Linked DNA regions of Sus scrofa: region 2 is linked to region 1. A link is a contact called in public HiChIP or PLAC-seq data. All regions are on one chromosome and are shown on one strand. The core of a region is the stretch at or near the end of the contact, and the rest is flanking DNA. Distances in the headings are between cores, read along the strand shown. Region 1 holds the start of DLST (dihydrolipoamide S-succinyltransferase). Region 2 holds the start of EIF2B2 (translation initiation factor eIF-2B subunit beta).

The links. HiChIP or PLAC-seq counts read pairs in DNA pulled down with a chosen protein or histone mark.
Region 2: a contact with region 1 is called in an H3K27ac HiChIP or PLAC-seq map of alveolar macrophages. The contact joins the promoter of EIF2B2 here to the promoter of DLST in region 1. A contact is called at or near these places in 1 of 5 promoter capture datasets (liver), 1 of 47 Hi-C or Micro-C datasets (epiblast stem cells) and 1 of 2 datasets of contacts at active chromatin or transcription factors (alveolar macrophages).

What each region holds. Positions count from the first base shown.
Region 1 is chr7:98,087,706-98,093,911 of Sscrofa11.1, reverse strand. DLST (dihydrolipoamide S-succinyltransferase) reads right to left here and starts at 2,751. Exons shown (of 15, transcript NM_214397.1): 1 at 2,663-2,751; 2 at 2,070-2,103. The coding sequence starts at 2,725.
Region 2 is chr7:98,201,536-98,207,741 of Sscrofa11.1, reverse strand. EIF2B2 (translation initiation factor eIF-2B subunit beta) reads right to left here and starts at 3,890. Exons shown (of 8, transcript XM_021099531.1): 1 at 3,660-3,890; 2 at 3,420-3,540; 3 at 3,114-3,262; 4 at 2,041-2,204; 5 at 1,160-1,255; 6 at 439-576. The coding sequence starts at 3,822.

The sequences.
Region 1 (6,206 bases), core at 1,502-4,001:
ACTTTAGGCCCAAGGACTCCAGCTGGTTCTAGGACTGAGCAAATCATTATCCCTTCTTTCAGTGTTTTGTCTTCCCCCCTCCCTGAGACCTTCCACTCTGGTCACACTCAACAAGGTGGGAGCTCCTCTCTGCCCCACCAACTGTCCTTAGCACAGATGACTGCATTTCCTCAATAACTAATCACTCTATCTGCTTCACCTGAATATATTCTCTCCTGGGTCTTACTTTTTCAGATCTATTAATAACTCTTTCTGAACCATGGGCACAGGAGCCACTGAACGGGAGACAATTCTCTCTTGTGCCCACCTCCATGTCCAGTAGCCAATGACTATGCAGTAAAAACCCCAAGCATAGCATGTATTTGAGCTAGAACAGCCAGCCCATACCAACTTCTGGAATCCTAAGTCCAACTCAGAATTCATCTTATAGCAAGTTTCATTTGTACAGTGCTTTGGAGTTGATAAAAATCCTTCACATAATGACCTCATTTTGATTTTCGCCTCACAGCTCCCTGAAGCGGAACAACCATCTGCCATGATCCCCATTTCATACATAAGAAAGGCTTCTGGAGGTTAAGTGACGAGCCCAAGGAGAAGTGCTGAACCACAATGTAAACCCCAAATACAAAGCTCTTCCCATTGTCCTGCTAGTCTCTAAAATGGAGAAAACCTTTACTGACATTTTTCAGGATTCCAAACTAAAAAGTTTATTACTGAGAGTCCTGAGCTAACATTGTGCCAGGTGCCTATGACCTCATGGCTCTTAGAATAAAGTCCAAAAACTTTACACATTCCTGCCCAGCCCTCCCAGACAGGCTTCCTTTCCATTTCTATGACGAGTCAAGTCTTCCTGCCTGAAAACCTTTGCACAAGCAATCCCCTTTGCCTAGAATATCGTTCTCTCAGCCAACTCCTATGGATTCTTTAAGACTTGGCTTAAATGTCACTCCTGTGGGGGAAGCCTTTGCTGATATTACCGCTGCACTCTCCACCTCCCAAGCTGGCTACTTCATCCCACCCTCTCATTACACTCCACTTCTCTTTCATAGTAGTTACAATGTAATTATGTCCTTCCATATGCATAAACATGTATTTGTTGTCTCTCCTGGTAGCCCATAAGATCCTGGAGGGTAGAGACCATCTATATCCCTGTCACCTAGGACAGTGCCTGGCATGCAGTGACATTTTAATAAATAATTTATGTAGTGCATGAGTAAATGATAACCTGGTGGGTTAGGGGTTCAAGCAGAAGAGTAGGTAGGCCTGGCTTGACCAGTAGTTGTCCAAGTGACCTTGGTCAAAGCACTTAACCTCTCTTAGCCTTGAATGATACATGCGTAAATAAAGAAAATTTCTCTTTTACTGTTTTTTAATGATTAACTGAAAAAAAGTACAGAAAGCACTCAGAACAATGCTTGGCACACAGAATGCCCATAATACGATCAACTCATTCAACAAATATTTGTATCATGTGTATAAAAAACTATTGGGATAAAACCAAAATTCTTTCTCCTAGTCTCGATACCTCGTGGCACTCTACCTCATGGCACTCTCTCCCTTAACCAAAATGCTCTGGTCAAATCACCTTTTTTTTTTTTCCAGTAACGAAATACTGCCAAGGTCTTTACTTCCTCAGGGACTCTGCACTTGCTATTCCTTTTCCCTCTCCTGCTCTTCATCACCCTGGCCTCTGTCACATCCTGTGGGTCACAGCTTTAGTGTCCTGCTTCATTTGTTTCCTTCTCAGCATTTAACCAAGATTCACGATAGTCCATTTGTTTAACAATTTACACCGTGTCCTTCCCACTAGACTGTATGGTCTACGGTCTAGTACAAGGAGAACCACTCACTGATGAATCCCTAGTGAGTGCCTAGCACAGTGCCTGACACATTGCGGATACTGAGTAACTATGTGCTAAATGAATAAATGATGTTTGTTATTAAATAGCATCTTGTTTCATTCCTATCTATCTGAACACCATGCGGAGAAACACAGGCACCCCATTTCCTCACATACGGCTCTGCCCAGGAGGAGAGCATTTTTAGGTGACAGCAAGGGCAGAACTTACCAGGCAGGGAACGTCTCCCTAGAGGGCAGTTCCCCTGTGGAGAAAGAAGACATTATCGACGTCACCCAGAGGAAAGAAACAGCTTTCTCTCTTAAATACAGACTCAAAGCTGTCCCGGTGCTGGTGACAGGTGAAATCTCATGACGCCGAAAGCTAATGGCAACAGCCTAGGCGTGCTCTCACTCCGTCAGCACGCTGGGCCTGCCAAACTATCTCAACTTTCCAACGGGGCTGATACCCACTGATTTTAACAGAGAGGAAACGGGCCCTTGGATCCCGTCGGAGCATTCCGTGGCGCCTCCTCCCCAACTCTGAGTCTCGTGTCGGAGCGGGCGCGGCTCCTCCGCCCCGCGCGGAGGGTGGGGTACAGCAGGGGACCAGGCGCTGCCTGCCTCGGGCAGGCGAGGGGCTACTGGGCTCCGCAAAAGAACCCGAGAGCAACAGCGGCTCTCGGCCACCCAGCCCGCGGCCTCCGCGTCCCGATGCCCTTGGTGCCCGGCCTCGCCGGCGCGCCACGCCCCTGACCCCGAGCCGTCCGTCCGCCTGCCGGAGAGTTTTTCACCCTCCGGGGCCCCAGCCCGGCCGGACCGTACCTTCTGAAAGGCGGAAAGCGAACGGCTGAACGCCCGGGACACGCAGCGGGACCGGGACAGCATCGCGGCGGCGGCGGCGGCGGAGCCGAGGGCGGGCGGACACCGGATATAGAGCCCGGCAACAACCGGAAGCAGGGCGGACCACGGCACCCGCAGCGCAGAGAGGGGTGTTCGGAACGAACCACTGACGAACGGGGGGGAAAATCGACGGGCAGAACACAGCTGCCCTAACCTCAGCCCAGGTGTGCCCGCAGGGTGAACCCGCTGCGGCTAGGCTCCCCCGGAACAAGTTGCGCTGCCTTCCGGCCGGGACAAATCCTCTGCAGGGTACCTATGACTGTCCCGTGATCAGGTCGCCCCGGGGTCCTTCCCTCCCCGATCTTTCCGCAGAGCTGTCTCTGAGCGTGGCGCCCATCTCTCCTGGGTCCCCGGACACCCTGCTCTTCTTCCGCAGCGCTGCTGGAAAAGAGTGGAAGGCGTCAAGGGCTTCTAACTCGGACTTTGACAAACAAGCCTGCCTGATCTTACACTTGTGTGTCCTTAGACAAGAGACATTGCCTCCCTATGCCTCAAATTCCTCAACTATTAAAAAAATAATAGTAGTAAAAAGCAGTGATCACTTCCCTTTCTAACCTCGGAACAAAGAAACAACCCCAAGGAACCCTTTAACCCATTACCCTTTAACCCAGCTGAAGACCTTCACCAAGTAGCCCTACTTCTGCATCCACATCTCCTGATCTTCCCTAGCCCCTATTCAAACTCTCTACAGCCAAGCCAACTGTACCCCATACATCCTGTGCATTTTGAAAGCCATTCATTTGTCTCTCGACCTCTAGAAAATAAATTCCATTAGATTAGAGAATGTGTCTGTCTTTTTCACTGCTGTATTCCTAGTAATTTTTAAAAATTACATTTTTGTTGAAACATAATTGACATGTAGCATTGTATAAGATATACAGCGTAATGATTTGCTGTATGTGTGTGAAGCGATTATCGCAAAAAGTTTAGTGAACATCCATCCTTTCATGTAAGTACAAAATTAAAGAAATTTAAAACAAAAAAAATTTGTATGTGATGAGAACTCTTAGGATTTACCCTCTTAAAAACTTTCATATATAGCATACAGCAGGGTGAGTTTATCATGCAATACATTACATCCCTAGTACTTATTTATCTTATAAGTTTATATCTTCATCCAATTCTCCCTCCTCCCCCATCACTGGTAACCACAAATCAGATTTCTTTCTCTATGAGTTTGTTTTTGAACTATAATGTATCCCCAACACTTGGAACAGAGATTGACATCGTTTAGGTGTGCAATCAATATCTGTGGGCTGAATTGGGGCCTCCCAGCGTTGAACAACCAAGAAAACACATAGCACCCCCCTCTACTCTTTTTTTTTTTTTTTTTTTTTTTGTCTTTTTAGGGCTGCACCTGCAGCACATGAAGGTTCTGGCATATGGAGGTTCCCAGACTAGGGGTTGAATCAGAGCTGTAGCTGCCAGCCTACACCACAGCTCACAGCAATGCCAGATCCTCAATCCCATGAGCGGGGCCAGGGATCAAACCTGCAACCTCATGGATGCTAGTCGGGTTTGTTACCACTAAGCCACAGTAGGAACTCCTGAGTATTCACTTTTATAGTTCACCTTCCTAATAGAAAGCGTGTTCTATAAGCTTCTGATTTAATTAAGAATGAACGAATGAATGAGCCACTTGGTGCCTACTCATGGTGGTTTTGTTAGCTGAGTCATTTTGCCTGGCCTTGGGAATTTTATGGTGCTTTCACTCGTCTAAACTCTGAAAGCACTTCCACTGAAATTCTGGAGGGATGGGCAGAAGCCCTAGCTTAAAATAGAGAAAACATCCTTGCCTTGCAGCTGCCCCTGATCAAGTCTTTAGCATCCTTCGGCTGGATTATTTTGAAAGCTTCCCAACTAACCTGAGCTTCTACTCACTTTCTTTAACTCATCCTCCACACCTGTGTCAAAGATGCTTTTGAAGTGCAAATCTGATCCTGTCACTCCCCTGCTTAAAATGCTTCCATTGCTTCTCCCTATCAGTAGGATAAAGTCTAATCTCCTCAGCTTGACCAGGCACTGGATAATCTGCCCTCTGCTTTATGGTGATCCTCTCCCTACCTCCCCACCCCCATTCTCACAGGTGCTGAGCTTTAGTGCTATTTCACTCCTTCACCTCTTGGCCAGGGCTGCTCCCAACTCCTATTTGCCTAGGGATTCCTCACCATCCTTTTTAAAGCTTTTGAATCCCTTCCTAAGCCCCTCTAGCAGAGTTAACAGATACCTTTTGTTTTTCCAAAGTATTGTGTCTGTATCTCTCCTTTGCATTGTAATGTCATTTTTGCCTGTCTGTCTCCTCTACTGGGCAGAGCAGCAGAAGGAGACGTCTCTATTGTCCTGAATTCCCCCCTGCCCAGGTCACTCACAGTGGCGAGTACTCCGTGGGTGCTCAGTAAATACAAGTGGAATGACTAAATGCTGCCATGCTGACAACATGGCTGGATACAGCTAAAGGGTCCAAAAACAATCATCAGGAGTTGTGGCAATCCTTTGCAGGGGTTGCTGTTAATATATCTTAGATAGCTACTTATTTTTTTCAGTTTTATGTAATTAACATTTGAGATTCTTATTGAGAACTGAGAAGCTCAGGCCCGAATAGTGTGGCAAAGCATTTCTCCTGAGATGCTTGGTGATTACCCAAGTTAATTAGATGTTACATAGATACCACACACACACACACACACACACACACACACACACACACACACACGAGTAGCATTTGAAGTTTCTCTCACGGGATAAAGGTTGAAACTAATTTCCTTGAGACGGACATGGGAGCTTCTGTGGAGCCCAAGGTCCAGCCTGATAAGCTTACATTTTTTTCTGTACTTAGAGCCTCCCAGGACACAGCATTCTCTATCAGGACAAGAGTTTATGAATACAAGTTCATAAATTTCTGTTTGTGGCAGGGTTCAAAACAAAATTTTTAAAAATTTTATTGTGCAATATGTAATCAAAAGGGTATATAAATATATGTGTATGATCTAAAGAAAAGTAATAAAAGGAATAGCCACTCTCGCCACACAGCTTAAGAAATGGTAAAGGCTGCAGTTCCCTGGTGGTGCAGCAGGTTAAGAAACTGCTGTGGCTCTGATTACTGCTGTGGCAAGGGTTTGATCCCTAGCCTGGGAACTTCCACAGGCCATGCTGTGGACAAAAATAAAACAAAACAAAAAAGAAAACAATAACAACAAAAAAAGAAATGGCAAAGCCCTATGTGGCCCTTCTGGCTAACCACTGCTATACTGAATTATATATTAATCATCCTCTTGCTTTCGTTGTAGCCTCAATATGCATGTGTCCTAAACTGCACACGTTTTTGTCTATTCTTTTTTTTTTTTTAAATCCTTTTCCAGCCACACCCACACAACCTATGGAAGTTCCCAGGCTAGAGATGGAATCCAAGCCAGAGCTGAGACCCATCCCATAGCTGCAACAATGATGGATCCTTAACCCACTGTAC
Region 2 (6,206 bases), core at 2,641-5,140, 110 kb before region 1:
TAGTTTCTATCCCTGGTGAAATGGCTCTTCATTTAGTAACTGCTTTTATCTAGACTACTGAGGACAGTCCTTTGGAATGATGACAAATAAAACCAATTCTATGTTTCCGGTTTCAACTTGCTTGGCATTTTCAGAAATGGTTGGGGTGACAGGGAGTGGTGGCAATGTAAACAAGGGGGCTTTTCCACCTACACACTGTCCTGACCTTACAATTTTGACTTCCTGAAGCTGACAAGTTGTAACTATCAATGGCTTTTCCTGGATCGAGATTTCTGTGTTTTTTTCCATCCTCCACTAGCTATAATCCACCGAGTAAATGCAGATAAAGAGAAGCCCCAGAGTGCGAAGGTTGAAGGCCCCAAGTTCAAGGCTACACTTTAACTTCCTTTTATTGGCTAGAGACAAGAGTAGAGAGCAGCTGGAGACAGACACACGTACCTGTGGGGAAAGTTTGAACATAGGAGCACAGACGATGAGTGGGGTGGAATGGTGTTTTGCTGCCAGTGCTAAAGTATGTGTTCCTGTCACAGCTCTCAGAGCACCATTGGCCAGGATGGTCTTTGTGCCAATGATCACCTTTGGGACAGAAAGAAATGTGTGAGCCCTTCTGGGACCAGAGCCTTAATCAGAGCCAAAATGCTCAGTCAACAGTCTTGGTGTCCTGGGGGGTCACGCACCAGTAAAAGGAAAGGGATTCTAGGCTCAGACTGTAAGTTCTAGCATAAACGTGGGTTTCCAAGGAAAGAATGAATGGAATACAGGAAGGAAAGTGCAATACTACTGCTCTTAGCCCTGCCTCTCCTGGAAATCTGTTACACCTCCTGAGAAGCAGGGAGCCTCTCATTCACCATCCACCAATACCAAGCTCTCTGAGTAGAAGTGGGCAGCCCTCTACCAGCAGCTGACACACTTGGCTGAGTCCCAGTTCATTCTTTTCTATGCTGTAACCCGAATGAGGCTCCTCCAAATGAGGAACAGTGATTTAGATAAAGGGGGGGAGAATCAGTTAATAGATTAAAAAATCCCAAGTATGTATTTTCAAAAGGTGCTAGAAACTTCCTTCACTTCTCATGGATATTATGGGAGGAGGGAGATATGAGTATTTTAGAAGTAGTATAATCTTCATGAATTTGACATAATATAACCCAAATACACCCACCTTATTGACTCTTGACATAACAGCAAAAATGGCAGCATCAGTCATGACAGTTGTCTCAATACCTGCTTTGGACAAATTGACCGCCATCTCATGACCCTGCAATGGGAGAGAAGGGCTGATGCTGGGAGGAAGAGTGAGAGTGAAAGCACTCTCGACTATAACTGGACCTGGGAGATTCTGTGACACTGGGCACATCCAACACACCGTTTCCAACAGATCACTAACTCATTTGATAGGTATTCTCTAGGAAGCAGCAGGAAGCCCAGAGGAAGCTAATAAATGTTTATTATTATACTGGAACGGCACTAGAACAGCCACAAAACTGGAAATATGACTTGCTTGCATAATCAGGCAGAGCTGACAAGATAGCTTCTGGCTGATTATTGTACAATGTCCTGCACCCTTACATATTTCCTTTTTTGAGAACTATTATTAACCTAAAAATTGAATGAAGTCAGACCAAGAATCAGTCATCCCCAAGGTAATTTACCCTATTCTGATTCATAAAAGAATCAATATTTATCTTTCCTTGGGCCTAGCAGTTCACCCAACTTTCTTTCTTCTTTTTTTGCCTATACCCACAGCATGGGGAAGTTCCTGGGTCAGGGATTGAACCCTCGCCACAGCAGTGATCCAAACCACAGCAGTGACAACATCAGATCCTGAATCCACTGCACCACCAGGGAACTCCCACCCAACTTTCTTAAGCCAATGTTTAAGAATGTTCACAGGATGAACAACTTGAAAATTCCCTTAAATGTTTTACTCTTTCTTCTCAATTTACATCTTGCTTATCAATTCAAAGATTCAAAGCCCACCGGCCCCTCCTTTATTCCCTCCTTATTTTACATTTTTCTTAGCAACTCCAGCAGTCCCCATACCTGACAGAAAGGAGCACACTCTGCCACAATGACATGGAATTTCCTCTTTCGGGCTGCCTCTTTGAGGAAGGCCTCTACTGTTCGGGAGAAGCCAATGGTCATGATCACCTCATTGGAGTGGATGTGTTCCAGGGCCTGGGCTGCAATGTTCTCGGTTGTCCCTTCTGCAAGAAGCCAGTTTTGCAAGGAAAATATGAGACTGCCTTGCTACAACATGGACAGACATGACAGAACACAGGGATGTGTGCCCTTCATAGATTTCCCACCGAGCAGACCCTGGGAACACAAGGTCGATGGACTTAATACGAAATGTCACACTTTCTTAAAAGCCCCGATCTTCAGGATCTTCTGCCTCCTAAGGGCTCAGCCTTTTGTCTTGCCGGGCAGTCCTCCTACTCAACCACTTACTCCCCTCACTCCTGCCTCACCCTAACACCAGCCCTTTCTTTGCAACTGACTTTGAAGAGGATGTATTTAGGCAAGAAATGGTCCTAATTGGAAATTCTGAAGTGCTGAGAGTGAATAGAGCTTCCCCCCAAAAGAACTCCTCCTCCAAAAGATGGCCCACCTGAAAGGAAAGCCACAGAAGAAAAACAGGAGAGGAATTTGGAAGCAGCAGCTCAATGCACAAACAGACCCGGCTCGGTCCTCCCCTGGGAACGCTGATTGTAATGAATATCTGCAGTTATCCTGGGTCGCGAAAACAGGGGGATGGAGGTGGCCTGTATGTATGTGTATACGTGTAAAAATTCAAGAGCACGTTTAGTGAAGGAGGGTCTATCAACTGTGGTTTTAGGGGGTTCATTTTCTTTAAAATAAAAATAAAGCTCTTCCCAAATTGAGTCTCTGCTACAGTGGATTTGCAGCCAATAAAGGGTTAGATGGTAAGGAAGTGTATAAAAGGTTATCTCAGTCCTGCCACCAGCTCCAACCCTTCCTAACCAGGATGAGAGCAAACTTCTGAGAATCAGAAGACTGGTTATCTCCCACCTCTGCTGATGAACAGCTTCCGGGGTCTTTTGTTCCCTCATTTGTCTGCAACCTGTCCTGTCCATGTAGGGATCAGGACTCACCCAGTTCCACAAGCAGCTCATTAATTGCCTCAATGATGTTGGACTGGAGTTCAGCATAATGAGAGCGGAAATCCTCGCTCAGGCCCCCGGACGTCAAGAGTTTGTGCAGGGACTCCTGCTGATCTCTTTCGTCGCTGCGTCCATGGAGTCTATGGAGGCAACAAGACCCAAAGAGGAAGGTGGGGAAGAGGTGTGATCGTTTAGGTAACAACAGCTGCTCCGCTCCAACAAAGGCTCCAAGCAAGGAGAGGGGCCCGTGCAAAAAGCGTTACTGGGACCAACCCCAGCCCAGGACGCGGGCCTGACCTGCCATACTCCTCCCGGATGATCCTGAGCACTCTCCGCACCATGTTGCCCACGGTGGTCTCTGAGGGCTGCGCGGCCGTCATCCTCCGGCCTTCTCTGCGGATCAGTTCCATCAGCTCCCCTGCAGTCCAAAGAGAGAGGGTGAACGAGGCAAGCATGTGGTGGGACCAAGGAGACCTTCCGCCGGGGGATCGGGAACAGAAAGGTGCGAGGGAGGCGATGGAGCTAGGTCTGCCTCACCTGCGTTGCTCCAGCGGTAGTCCGTGATGATCCGGCGCAGCAGTCCCAGGGTCTCCCGGGCCATGTCCTCAGAGCTGTGCCGCCCGCTGCCCCGTTTCAGTGCCTCCACGAAACTCTCGATCCTCTCGGACAACTCCGAGCTCTTGGCGGCAGCCCCTGGCATCTCGAAAGCAGCCGCCTTGCCGGCGGAATCCCCACCTGCAAGACCTCCGAACTTGCACTTCCGGGGCAGAAGAGGTCGACTTCCGCTTTGAGGGACTAACTCTGGCGTGGGAGACTGCAGGACCACGCCCCTCGCTGCCACCTCCGCCCACTTCACCTGCCTGAGCCAATCAGAGACTTGGAGCTTGATTTATTCGGTTACAGCCAAGCGTCCGCGCTCTTGGGAGGTTGAAGGAACGGAAGTGGCTTTTCCCGGTTCCTTAGACGCTGAGCAAGGCTGACCCGTGAGGCCTCCCGAGAGGGTAGCTAGTCCCGTTGCTGTGGAAACAGCCAGTCTGTGCGTCCAGCACCACGACCCGAGGCTACTCTGGAAAAGTTGCCGCCCTCTTTTCCGCTCCCTCAGCTCCAGCGACCTCCCAGCCTCCTGACACAGACGCTCAGAGGCGCGTCCAGGGCTCTCTTCCCCTCGGGCAGACGCTCCATTATAATGCTGTTGTATGTATGACATGATACTGGTTCCTTCGCCCCTGTGTCTCTTGAATAGATTCAGCTCCCTGAATCTATTGCCTGTGCATTCCAAACGTCAAGCGCGCCTTATACAAGGCAGTAATTAGGGATGAGGAGATCGAATACCCACCAATAAGAAGATTCAAAGTGGGAGCCAATTTGGGAACAAAAATAATGTCCTTCTGTCTGGACAGACTACAGAGGCTGGAGGGTATAACATAACACCAAGAGCCACTATTTACTAGGTGGCTCTAAAGCTAGTTAGATGTTGGACACTGTGAATTGTCTCATCTAATGCCTCTCTGTGAGGTAGGTCCTCTTATCCTCATTTTACAGGTTAGGAACAGACCCACAGAATTTAAGTGATTAGTAAGAGAATGTGTTCGTATTTAAATCCAGGTGTATCCCAACCTAAAGTCTGTGTATAATGAGAATCGCCAGTTATTTCCTTAAATTCTTAGAAGTAGAATCCTTAGGCACACACATTTCTTTTTTTAATTAATGAATTTTATTACATTTACAGTTGTACAGTGATCATCACAGACACACACATTTCTAAGACGTTTGTTACAGTGACAAATTGCCCTCCCAAAAAATATATCCAGACAAAAATCAGAGAAAGATAGTACAACAAAAGAAAATTACAGACCAATGTCCGTCATGAATGCAGATACAAAGATCTGCAACAAATTATTAGCAAACCAGATCCATCAATACATAAAAGATTGATGTATAATTATCAAGTAGAATTTAAACCTGGAATGCAAAGCTGTTTCAATATTTGAAAATCAATTTGAGAAACTATTAACATTTCTAAAAAGTAAAATCACATGATCATATCAATTGATACAAGAAACATTTGAAAACATTCAACAGAATTTAAAACAAAAACAAACCTCAGAAAACTAGGAATAGAAGGGAAGTTTTTTTAGTATGGTAAGGGCGCCTGTAGAATCCTACTCCTAACATCATACTCTGTGGAGAAAGACTGCTTTCTCTCTCTACGATCAAGGAACAAGGCAAGAATGTTCACTCTCACTGCTCCTATTTAACATTATACTCAAAGTTCTAGCCAGTTCAATGAGGCAAGAAAAAGAAAATTTTAGAACATACAGACTGGAAAGAAAACTGTCCTTATATTCACAGAAAACATCATTGTCTACATTTTAAAAATCCCAAAGATTTGGAGTTCCCGTGGCTCAGTGGAAATGAATCCCACTAGGAACCATGAGGTTTCAGGTTTGACCCCTGGCCTCGATCAGTGGGTTCTGGTTTAAGGATCTGATGTTGCTATGAGCTCTGGTGTAGGTCACAGACGCGGCTCGGATCCTGTGTGGATGTGGCATAGACTGGCAGCTACAGCTCTGATTCAGCCCCTAGCCTGGGAATCTCCAAATGCCGTGGGTTCCGCCCTAATAAGAAAAAAAACAAAACAAAACAAAAAACCAAAGATTCAACAATAGTAACAAACACTAACCTTATTTATAAGTTTATAAGTGAATTTAGCAAGGATACAAAGTCAACACACAAAAATCAATCATATTTCTATATACTATCAGTGAATAATCAGGAACCAAAATTGAAAACACAGTAGCTCCCCAAAGCCATAAAATATTTGTCACTTTTACTGTGTGTTTAAAATATTCTAAAAATTGTATCAATTTACATTCTTGTTAGCATTTGTCATGTTCTGGCCAATTTTTTATATTGTCATTATTTTTCCAGGTGTAAAGCCATTGAAAAATAAGGTACGTACTGTTTTATACATACAAAAGAAAATATATGTGCATCTGTGTATATTATATATATATATATGCAAGTTATGAAGCATGACAACAGAATGAACCCATCTGTCAGCTTTAAAGCAAAAATCTCAAA